Linked DNA regions of Mus musculus: region 1 is linked to region 2. The links are chromatin contacts, called in public Micro-C maps. All regions are on one chromosome and are shown on one strand. Each heading gives the region's core, a stretch centred on a gene start, on an enhancer-like site or on the middle of the called end of the contact. The rest is flanking DNA. Distances are from core to core; before and after follow the strand shown. Region 1 holds the start of Cd164l2 (CD164 sialomucin-like 2). Region 2 holds the start of Themis2 (thymocyte selection associated family member 2).

Region 1 (5,129 bases), core at 71-2,570, 420 kb after region 2:
TCCCCAAAATTCACAGAGATCTGACTATCTCTGTCTCTGGAGTGCTGGGATTAAAGGAATGTGTCACTCTGCCAGGTTAACACCTTTCCCCCACCTCCCCGGTTTTAAGGCAAGGGTTCTTTAGCCTAGGTTGGCTCTAACTCTCTCTGTAGCAAAGATCAACCTTGAACTTCTAAGTCTTCTGTTTCTACCACCCAAGCGCTGGGACTGCACAAGCTACCAGGCTGGTTAGTGCTAGGGATGAAGCCTGGGCTAGGCACTCCAGCCAAGCATCCTACCAAATGAACCACATCCCTCGCCTTACTCAATGGCTTTTAAGTGGGACCTGACAGCAGAAGAATAGCCAAGATGATTGCAGGAGAGGGCAGACTAAGGCTCAGGGCTAAGAGGGCCACACCTGATTAAGAAGTTGGCAGAGGAAAGGGAGATATCTGAAAAGGGACTGAGAATCGGCTGTGCCAGGACAGGAGAGTGACCAGGAGGCAGATCCCCCAAAGGCTCAGTGATCTAGTAATGGCACCACTTAGGACCCAGGGATGTGATGAGCTGGAAGGCAGGACAGGGTATGGTGTCCCCACAGCTGGGAATAGCCAGCCACAGGTGTAGCCAGAATGGAGTTCCAAATTTACCACTGTGGGTTCAGACTGCTCACTCGCCTCACCTGTGAGACAGGGTTAAAAACATCTCTCATCTTGGAGAGATGGCTCAGAGGTTAGAGCACTGGCTGCTCTCCCAGAGCTCCTGAGTTCAATTCCCAGCACTCACATGGTGGCTCACAACCATCTGTAATGGGATCTGATGCCCTCTTCTGGTGTGTCTCAAGGCAGCTACAGTGTACTCATATACATAAAATGAACAAATAAATCCTAACCAAAAAAAAAAAAAAAAAAAAAAAAAGTCTTTAGGGTTTAAAGTGGGCTCTCAACCTCCTTAACGCTGGGACCCTTTAATGCATCTTGTGGTGACCTCCCAACCATAAAATTATTTTGTAATTTTGCTACTGTCGTGAATCATAATGTAAATAATGTTTTTGAAATAGAGGCTCACCTAAGGGGGGTCCCGGCCCATAGGTCGAGTTAGGTGATGGCATAGGCCTTTAATCTCAGCTCTGCTCTACAATAATGAGTTCCGGGACAGCCAGAGCTACACAAGTGATTCCCTAAAAACTCACCAAAACATAGTAGCTATGTTGACAAGGCCTGTTCTCACAGAGATCCTCCCGCCTTGAAGCTGCCCCTCAGGGACCAGGTGACATGAGTCTTAAACCCATCCCTTTTGTTCAGGCCCCGCCTTAAATCGCACAGCAGAGCGGGGCTCTACCTGGACCCTCCCAGAGGTCTCGGCCTCTAGCCACGCCCACAAGGCAACCACGCTCCAGCCTGGCCACGCCCCCGCTGCCCAGGTTTGGCTCTGGCTAGCCGGGCGAGTGTAGTCAAGAAAGGACGCGCCACACCAGCTGTCCGCCGACCCCCAGTCCCGGCCCCCGCGCTCATGGCCGCACCCGGACCCCGCGCCTTGCGTGCTGCTCTCTGCGGCGGTTGTTGTTGCCTTCTCCTGTGTGCCCAGCTGGTTCTAGCTGGTAATGCTGAGCAGGATCTGACCAGGGGCCCAGGCAGGTGAAGGTGTAGCTCACTTTAGCTTCTTCTTCCAGCACAGTAGGCTTGTGAGAGGGAACGTTTTCGACCTCTGCAGGACTCCAGGGGTGTGTTGAGACCTTAGTGCCTATTTAGAGGTTCCAAGTGTGGGGGACTAGGAGACTTAGCTGAGTGTGGAGGAGGAACTTCAGGAGTGTGTATGGAAAGAGGTTGGGGGAGGGCAGCTCGGTGAGTTTAAGCAGGGCTGGGGGGAGCTCCAGACCTGTGCGGAGGTGTGAGTCGCTGTAGTGGGAGATGTATTGCAGCTTGGCACCTGGCTTTCTGCCGCTTTCTGCCCATTTGCACCCCCCGACACCCAGGTAAAGGAGCTCGTGGCTTTGGTCGGGGAGCCCTGCTCCGCCTGAACGTTTGGCCTACTACCCAAGGGGGCTGCAAACACCTGGGACACTGTGAACACTGTGTGGACAGAGCCCACAACTTCTCCATTTGTGTCTGGCAGCAATGTGGGCCAGAGGAGCCAGGTATGTAGTTGAGCCCTCCTTGGGAACATCCTCTTGTCTATATGGCACCACCACTCTCAACTTTCTCTCCAAACCTCTTCTCTGTTTCTTCTCCCACCAGGACACTGTGTGGCCCAAGCTGAAGTGGTCAAGGAGGGTTGCTCAATCTATAACCACTCAGAGTCATGCCCAGGTAAGCTAAGGGAGGAGAGTGAGGTGTCCCCAGCCACAATCTCTCAGGAAGTAGACTGCACCCACGAACTGTTGGCTTCTCGGCCAGGAACCGTTCGATGTATATGCCCTGGCTGGTATCTTAGCCTATAATTTGGTCCAGCATGCCCAGGAGCTTGTGGGAGCTAGCACCCTCTGCTGAGGAGGTCTTTGGAGTGGCGGGGTCTTCCTGAAGCAAGTGACATTAGAGACCAGTCTTGTAGATAGAGCACAGCTAGGGGCGGAGACGGGCTGACCAGCCTTAAATGGGGCAGGGGTGTGATCGGAAGTGGGTCCAGCTACTGGCCCAGGCTCGGGATTGGGTTTCCTGATAGCAAGGAGAGGGGGTTTATTGTGGATGCCCTGTCTCCTCAGCTTCCCATCATCATTCCACAGAGGAACCGAAGCCAAGTACCACAGGTAGGGTCCTCCCCGGGGAATGGGGACAGGGCAGCTGTAGAGGGAGAGGCAGCTTGAGGCACGGGCACTGACACGCAGGCCCCATGACCTCAGTCCTCCGAGTTCTCTCCCAGTGCGTTTTGACACCTGGCAGGTGGGTTGGATGGATTCTTGCCTCCCAGTGCCACAAGGGCTTCTGAGTCTGTGGAAGGCCCATTAAGCATCTGACACATCGAAAGCAGTCAGAAAAGGGCAGCTTCCCTCCCCACCGGTTCTGGGAACTCAGGGTGACCCCCCTCCAGAGCTGAGGAGGTGTGGCTTCAGTTGCCCTCCTTGACCACCCGCTGCAAGCTGAGGTCTCCACAGTGGGTTCCCAGCAGAGCTGGGAAGGAACCCCATCTGTCTCTAGGTCCCCGCACTCCCGCTCCGAGGCCTGGAGGTCACTAAACTTAGTCAGGATGGCTGAAGAGGCTCTTGGTTAATTAAAGCCGGAAACTGATCTTAAGGAATAAATTATTGATGGCTCAGCTCCCTCAGCCTGAGCCCCAGATCTGCCGTGCCCAGCTCACAGCTTCCCTTTCTCTCCTCTGCCCCCAGCACCCTCCTCTGCAGCTCTCGGCCTCAGCCAGCACAGCCATCCTTCCATTTCCTGTTCTTAGATTCTGTACCGTCCATGTCCTCGGGAAAGGGGACCCTGTTCCCATTCGGGCCCCTTGTCCATTGTCCCAGAATGATTTTCCCCTCCCCAGTGGTTTCCTGCCCTGGGCACCTGGCCCAGGGCCTGAAATCAAATCCCTGGTCAGAATTGATGGGTAATGTGGTACAGCTGGTAACCACTGACGCCTAGACTACCGACTGCAGCGCTGTGACCCTGCCCTACAAAAGGGGAAGGGCAGGAAGCCAGCCAGGTCTGGCCCATAGTGTTCACCTGCCTGCTCAGTCGGTCGGGTGCTGGCCTTTCCTCTGGTCCTTCCTTTCTTGGTGACGATTCCAAGCTTAGAAGTCCAAAGGACTGTGCCCGTTTCATCTGTGCTTCAAGCCCTTAGCTGGAAGGGGGTCTGGTGGCTGAGCTTCAGGTCCATCCTTCCTCTACTGAGCTAATAAGGGACAGGGAGGGTACAGGAGCACTTGGTCACTGTTGGTCCCATGTAACCAGGAGGCACAGAGAGGGTGTGTGTGTGTGTGTGTGTGTGTGTGTGTGTGTGTTACTGTAGGGACTGAACCTAAGGCCTCACTACACAAGCTAAGAGGGCCTCACCACTCAACTGCATCTCCCAGGCCCTAATTGGACTCCAGAGCATGTTAGCCTAGGCCAGGGTCTTGAGGGCTTCAAGCCTCAAGGCATCAGTTGAGGGATGAGTCTGGGATCTCCGTGGCCTGTTGTGACCTCCACTCTGCCTCATTCTGCAGGGAGTCCCCCCATCCCTGAAGACCACAGCCCAGGTTTTGATGGAGCTAGCTTCATTGGGGGCATCGTGCTGGTACTGAGCCTGCAAGCAACAGCTTTCTTTGTGCTTCGCTTCCTCAAGGCCAAGGACAGCACTTACCAGACACTGTGAGTACAGGGCCAGCAGAGTCTGACTGCATTCTCTACATCTCCTGCCCAGCAACTGTCTTCCATGGGATGGTCCTAAGGACAGTGACTCCCCTCCAACATCCCCCTACCCCCACCCATGGGAGCCATGCCTCCTCTCTCTCTCTCTATCTGAGGTTATCCCTGCCAGATGTTGGGTGGGACCTGAGTTCAGTGTCTGAGAATCCAGCTGAGCCTTTGTGTCTTTGTCTCCTCATGCTGCCAGCAGGGAAGAGAACCAGTAGGTGACAGCCCCAGGCCAGTCCTCCGCCTGCTGCAGGCCTGGGCAGCAGCTAGGGCCGTGTGCAGTGTTTTTTCTCTCTGAGGAAGGGGCTGGGCGAGGCTTCTGTGTGCCTGCTGTGTGCTGTGGGACCAGTTGTGCAGCCTGCATTCAAGTGTTTGTTCTTCCAGCTGTGCTGTCTGCTCTCTGGAAAGTGGGGTGCGGGAGCCTCGCCTCTGAGTGTTCTCTCTGTCTGGCCTCCACAGAATCTGACCCCAGTGTTCCTGGCTCCACCTTGAAGGGACAGAGGACCTCTTGGTTGCTTTATGGGCACTGGGGGTGGGACAAATGTTGGCCACCAGTTTCTGGTCCCTGTAGGCACAAGGGCACCACGCAGGCTTAGTGCTGATGGCTGACATTTCCTGTCCTGGGTCTGGTACCTGCAGCTGAGAGCACCCTCCAGCCACCTCGTGTCTCATCCAGCCTGCTGGGCCCCCTGAGCTGCTGCCTCTGCCCACCAATCCACTCTGGGGTCTCCCCTCAAATAAAGGACCTGTTTCCACCCCATGATTCCTGACCTATGTCTTGGGCTACATGTAAATCGGGTTGGGTGAGGGAGGAATTTCTGTCTA
Region 2 (4,648 bases), core at 424-2,923:
GTCTAGGATGTAAGATGGCCCAGGTCCCATCTGCAGCAGGGCAGGTAATGTGGGGGTGGGAGGAGGGGGAGGTGAGGGTGGCTGGAGGCAGAACATGGGGTATCAACCTCCAAAACTGGAATCCCATGTGGTCAGGAATTCTACCACACCTTGCCCCATAGGGTCATCTACCTTCCCGTTCACCTCATTTGCATACCGACACTCTGTGACATCCGTCTGTCCTCACGTCACCCCAAGTCCTTCCACTTCCCATCACCCCAGGTCATAGCAGATGAGGAAACTCGGGTATTGTGACACAGGTAAGCAAGAGACGCTGGGAGGATGTTCTGAGCTGGAGAAAAGAATGACCAGGCTCCCAGAGTCCCACTTCAGGGACCCATCAGATTCCGATGGACCAGAGAGACTCACTGTGGTGGCCCTTGTGTGATCCTCCTAGGTCAGTCTATAACCCGCTTGGCCATCAGAACACTTTGCTGGCAGCTGCTGTGGCAGAGCCTGGCTCGCTCACTCCAGGGAGTAGAATGAAGCAGGCATCCATGAGACAGCTTGCTGTCTGAGGGAGGAGCCCTGAATCTCAGCATCTCCCTCCACTCTCGCCTCTGCCCTCCACAGAGCAGCCCGGTCGGTCCCTTTTCTTCCCTCCCTTACCCAAGTGGTCAGTCCCTGGTCACATGTTATTTGGCCAGTAACTGGTGGCTGTGTCCTGATATGGCCATCTCTTCTCTGCTATGGGTTGCGGAAAGCCATGGGCAAGGAGCAAATGTACAGGCAAAAAGCGGGGAAGGATCCCCCTGGTAGGAGGACCACTCCATCTGAGAATCCAGCAGAGGAACAGAGAGACTCAGAGGCAAGGAGCAGAGAGTTCAGCGGGAGGGCTGATCTGGTGCTAAAATAACGAACTGGAATATATCTTAGTGGTGAGAGCTCAGGGTCCTGGGTTGGATCCTTGCAGAAAGGGAAAGAAGATAATAAAAGAGAACGGAGGGAGGGAGCAAGAAAGAAAAATGAACAGTGAACCAGGCATGGCAAATTCAGGCAGAGGCAGACGGATCGCTGCAAACTTAAGGCCAGCCTGGGCTACAAAACAAGGTCCTCTCAGAACAACCCCAATAACGACAGTGAGCACCCTAGTGCCTGTCTGAAACGATGGACGAGTTATCCCCACTTATTTGTCCATTTATTGTTATAATTGTTCTTGTTGCTTGAGACAGGATTTCCTAGGCTGTTCAGATCGCTCCTGCCTAGCTGCCACACAATTTCTGTTAGCATTACCGAGGAGCCTCAGTTGAGAAAAAGCCTGAGTTAAACTCAGGACTTCTCATCACCCATGGGACAAAAGCTGAAGAGCAGGGAGGTGGCGCCTTTTGGTGCGGATTCATAAAACTTCGGACAGCAGCGTCTGAACTCAACCCCAGATCCCTCAGGGTCTAACTCTGTAGCCCAAACTGACCTGCAATCACTTTATAGAACAGGCTAGCTTCGAACTCATCCTCCCGCCACAGCTCCCCAGTGTTGGCATTACAGGCATGACCCATCATACCTAGCTCCTTCCACCCAGAGCCCGCTCACCCTCAAAGTAGACTCCGGAGCAGACCCGCAGCACGCGCGGAAGGGAGGTGGGGTCCAGGCCGCTCACAAAGTCCTGCAGCGGCACCGGCTCCATGGTCGCGTTCCGACTAGATTTGCTCAGACTGATCGGCAGCTTGCAGAGGACAGTCCGGAAGCCACGCCCACCGAGGCCACGCCCCTCAGGTCGGGAGCCCTACAGGGTTCTCTGAAGCGCCCCGAACTCTTGAATGGGGACTTTATTTCCCCTGACCTGTCTCTTCATCTCTAAAATTGAATCTTTTCTTAAGGTTTCTAATGTGATAAAACACCATGACCAAAAGCAACTTGGGGAGGGAAGGGTTTATTATCTTACAACTCTGGGATCACAGAGGTTAGTCAGAACAGAAACTCCGGACAGATAGAGAGAGATAAAGGGACTGGGACTGGTACAAGCCATAAAGAAACACAGCTTACTGGTTTGCTCAGTTTGCTTTCTTACACAACTCAGGACCACCTGCCCAGGGTTGGCACTACCTACACCCTATGGGCTGGGCCCACCCACACCAATCATAAGTGGAGAAAATGCACTACAGGCTTGCCTACAAGCAGTCTGATGGAGGCATTTCTCAACAGAGGTTCCCAGATAATTCTAACTTGGGTCAAATTGACCAAAGAACAACCAGGACAATTCCCACACCTTTCTTTACTTGGCTCCATCGAACAGATCTAACATCAAGACTTGATAATTTTTTTTTTTTTTTTTTTTGAGACAGGGTTTCTCTGTATAGCCCTGGCTGTCCTGGAACTCACTTTGTAGACCAGGCTGGCCTCGAAGTCAGAAATCCGCCTGCCTCTGCCTCCTGAGTGCTGGGATTAAAGGCGTGTGCAGTTACACCTGGCAAGACTTGATAATTTGATACCCAGAGGTCTGGTGTGTGTGTGTGTGTGTGTGTGTGTGTGTGTGTGTGTGTGTGTGTATGTATGTGTGTGTGTGTGTGTGAGAGAGAGAGAGAGACAGAGAGAGAGACAGAGACACAGAGAGACAAAGACACAGAGACACAGAGACACAGACACAGACACAGAGACATAGAGACAGACCCGAGACAGAGACAGACAGAGAGAGTATCCCTTAGCACAAATTGTACTTAAATTACTGTGTAGCTGAAGATGACCTTGAACTTCTGATCTTCCTTCTTCCACCATCTAAAATGAGTGTGGTCACACACACTTTATTAGATGCTGAGGACTAAACCTAGGGCTTCATGGATTCAAAGCAAACACTCTACTAAGTGAGCTGCATCCTCTGCCTTGTTTTGGGTTTTTGAGGCAGGATTTCACATAATCCACTGTGTAGCTGAGAATGGCTTCCTTAGACTCCTGATGCTCTTGATGCCTCCTCCTGCCAGGTTCTGGAATAACAGGCATGTACCATTTAACTACCTCAGACCATGAAGATGTTGAACAGATAAAAACGATCCCACTTCCCCAGCTGAGATGTGCCCCCAGATGCCTCTTCCACAGTACTCCAAGTTCAAACAAGGTACACAGCTCCCTAGTGTAGTTGGGGTCTCTTAGGACATACACACCCTTACCCTTTGGGTCTGAGGAAGAAGACATGCCTTGTCTATCCCCAGATACACCTCTGTCTGGACACCTCTAGTGATGCAGAGATGGCTACCGATCTCTCTAGGACACTCAAGTCCTCTGATATAGGTAAGTAAAAATGGTGCCGTGGCACAGGCTGTGATCCCAGCACTTGAGAGGCTCAGGATTCAAGTCATCCCTGGGTTACAAAGAACATGGTCGTCATGAGAGCCTAGCTTAAAAACGGAATGCAGTTTCTCCTAATGCCTTGTCTTCTGTTTTCGGAAATAAGATGAAATGGAAACTGACTTCCTTGTGGCTGAAAAAAAAAATGTGTAAGTAGAAAAACAGAAGTTCTCATGGCTCCAGGGAACCCTGGTGGTGAAGGGCTGTCTACTGTCTCTCAACTGTTTTCTAGACCTTTCCATGATGGATTGAATATTTTTCATATTAACAGGTACTGTGAACAGCTCACCAAGGGTCACTGGACATGGAGGAGATCACCAGGAATACCTCCATCTTCACAGCACTACTGCAGGGGTGGAAGAGGAGAGGCAGGGAGGGGGATGAAACGATGAGGGAGCACAAGAGAGGAGGAGAGGAAGGAAGAAAGGGAGGAAGGGAAAACAAAGAAGGCGGAGGAAGGGAGGAGGCTCCTGCACTCAGGGATGCTTAGGGAACTGTGAAGCTGAGAACACAGGATTTCTGGGGGCTTATCCTGTTGTCTTTTTTTTTTTTTTTAAGATTTACTTATTATAGCCGGGCATGGTGGCTCATGCCTTTAATCCCAGCACTCAGGAGGCAGAGGCAGGCAGATTTCTGTATTCGAGGCCAGCCTGGTCTACAAAGTGAGTTCCAGGACAGCCAGGGCTATATAGATAAACCCTGTCTCGAAAAAAAAAAGATTTATTTATTATTATAGATAATATTATATTATTACACTGTTGCCATCTCCAGACACACTAGAAGAGGGCATCAAATCTCATTACAGGTGGTTGTGAGCCACCATGTGTTGCTGGGATTTGAACTCGGGACCTTCGGTGGAGCAGTCAGTGCTCTTACCTGCTGAGCCATCTCTCCAGCCCCCTCCTGTTGTCTTTATATTCTTATTCTTTTTTTTTTAAAGATTTATTTATTTATTATATGTAAGTACACTGTAGCTGTCCTCAGATACTCCAGAAGAGGGCATCAGATTGCATTAAGGATGATTGTGAGCCACCATGTGGTTGCTGGGATTTGAACTCTGGACCTTCGGAAGAGCAGTCGGGTGCTCTTACCCACTGAGCCATCTCACCAGCCCTAGATTCTTATTATTATTATTATTATTATTATTATTATTAATTTATTTATTTGTTTATTTTGTTTTCTTTGAGACAGGGTTTCTCTGTGTAGCACTGGCTGTCCTGGAACTTACTCTGTAGACCAGACTCACCTCAAATTCAGAAATCTGCCTGCCTCTGCCTCCCGAGTGCTGGGATTAAAGGCCTGTGCTACTACTGCCCAGCCTTTTAATTAT

The links. Hi-C and Micro-C count contacts between places; a contact is called where the count stands out from the background.
Region 1: a Micro-C map of embryonic stem cells shows a contact between it and region 2, with 1.7 times the contacts expected there. The contact joins the promoter of Cd164l2 here to the promoter of Themis2 in region 2. A contact is called at or near these places in 1 of 39 promoter capture datasets (liver), 1 of 484 Hi-C or Micro-C datasets (embryonic stem cells) and 2 of 9 other capture datasets (adipose tissue and embryonic stem cells).

The regions. Positions count from the first base shown.
Region 1 is chr4:133,219,489-133,224,617 of GRCm38.p6, forward strand. It overlaps Cd164l2 (CD164 sialomucin-like 2), which reads left to right and starts at 1,321. Exons shown (of 6, transcript NM_027152.1): 1 at 1,321-1,579; 2 at 1,955-2,116; 3 at 2,217-2,288; 4 at 2,681-2,725; 5 at 4,115-4,259; 6 at 4,764-5,066. The coding sequence starts at 1,492. The coding sequence ends at 4,770.
Region 2 is chr4:132,794,691-132,799,338 of GRCm38.p6, forward strand. Themis2 (thymocyte selection associated family member 2) reads right to left here and starts at 1,674. Exons shown (of 6, transcript NM_001033308.2): 1 at 1,570-1,674. The coding sequence starts at 1,663.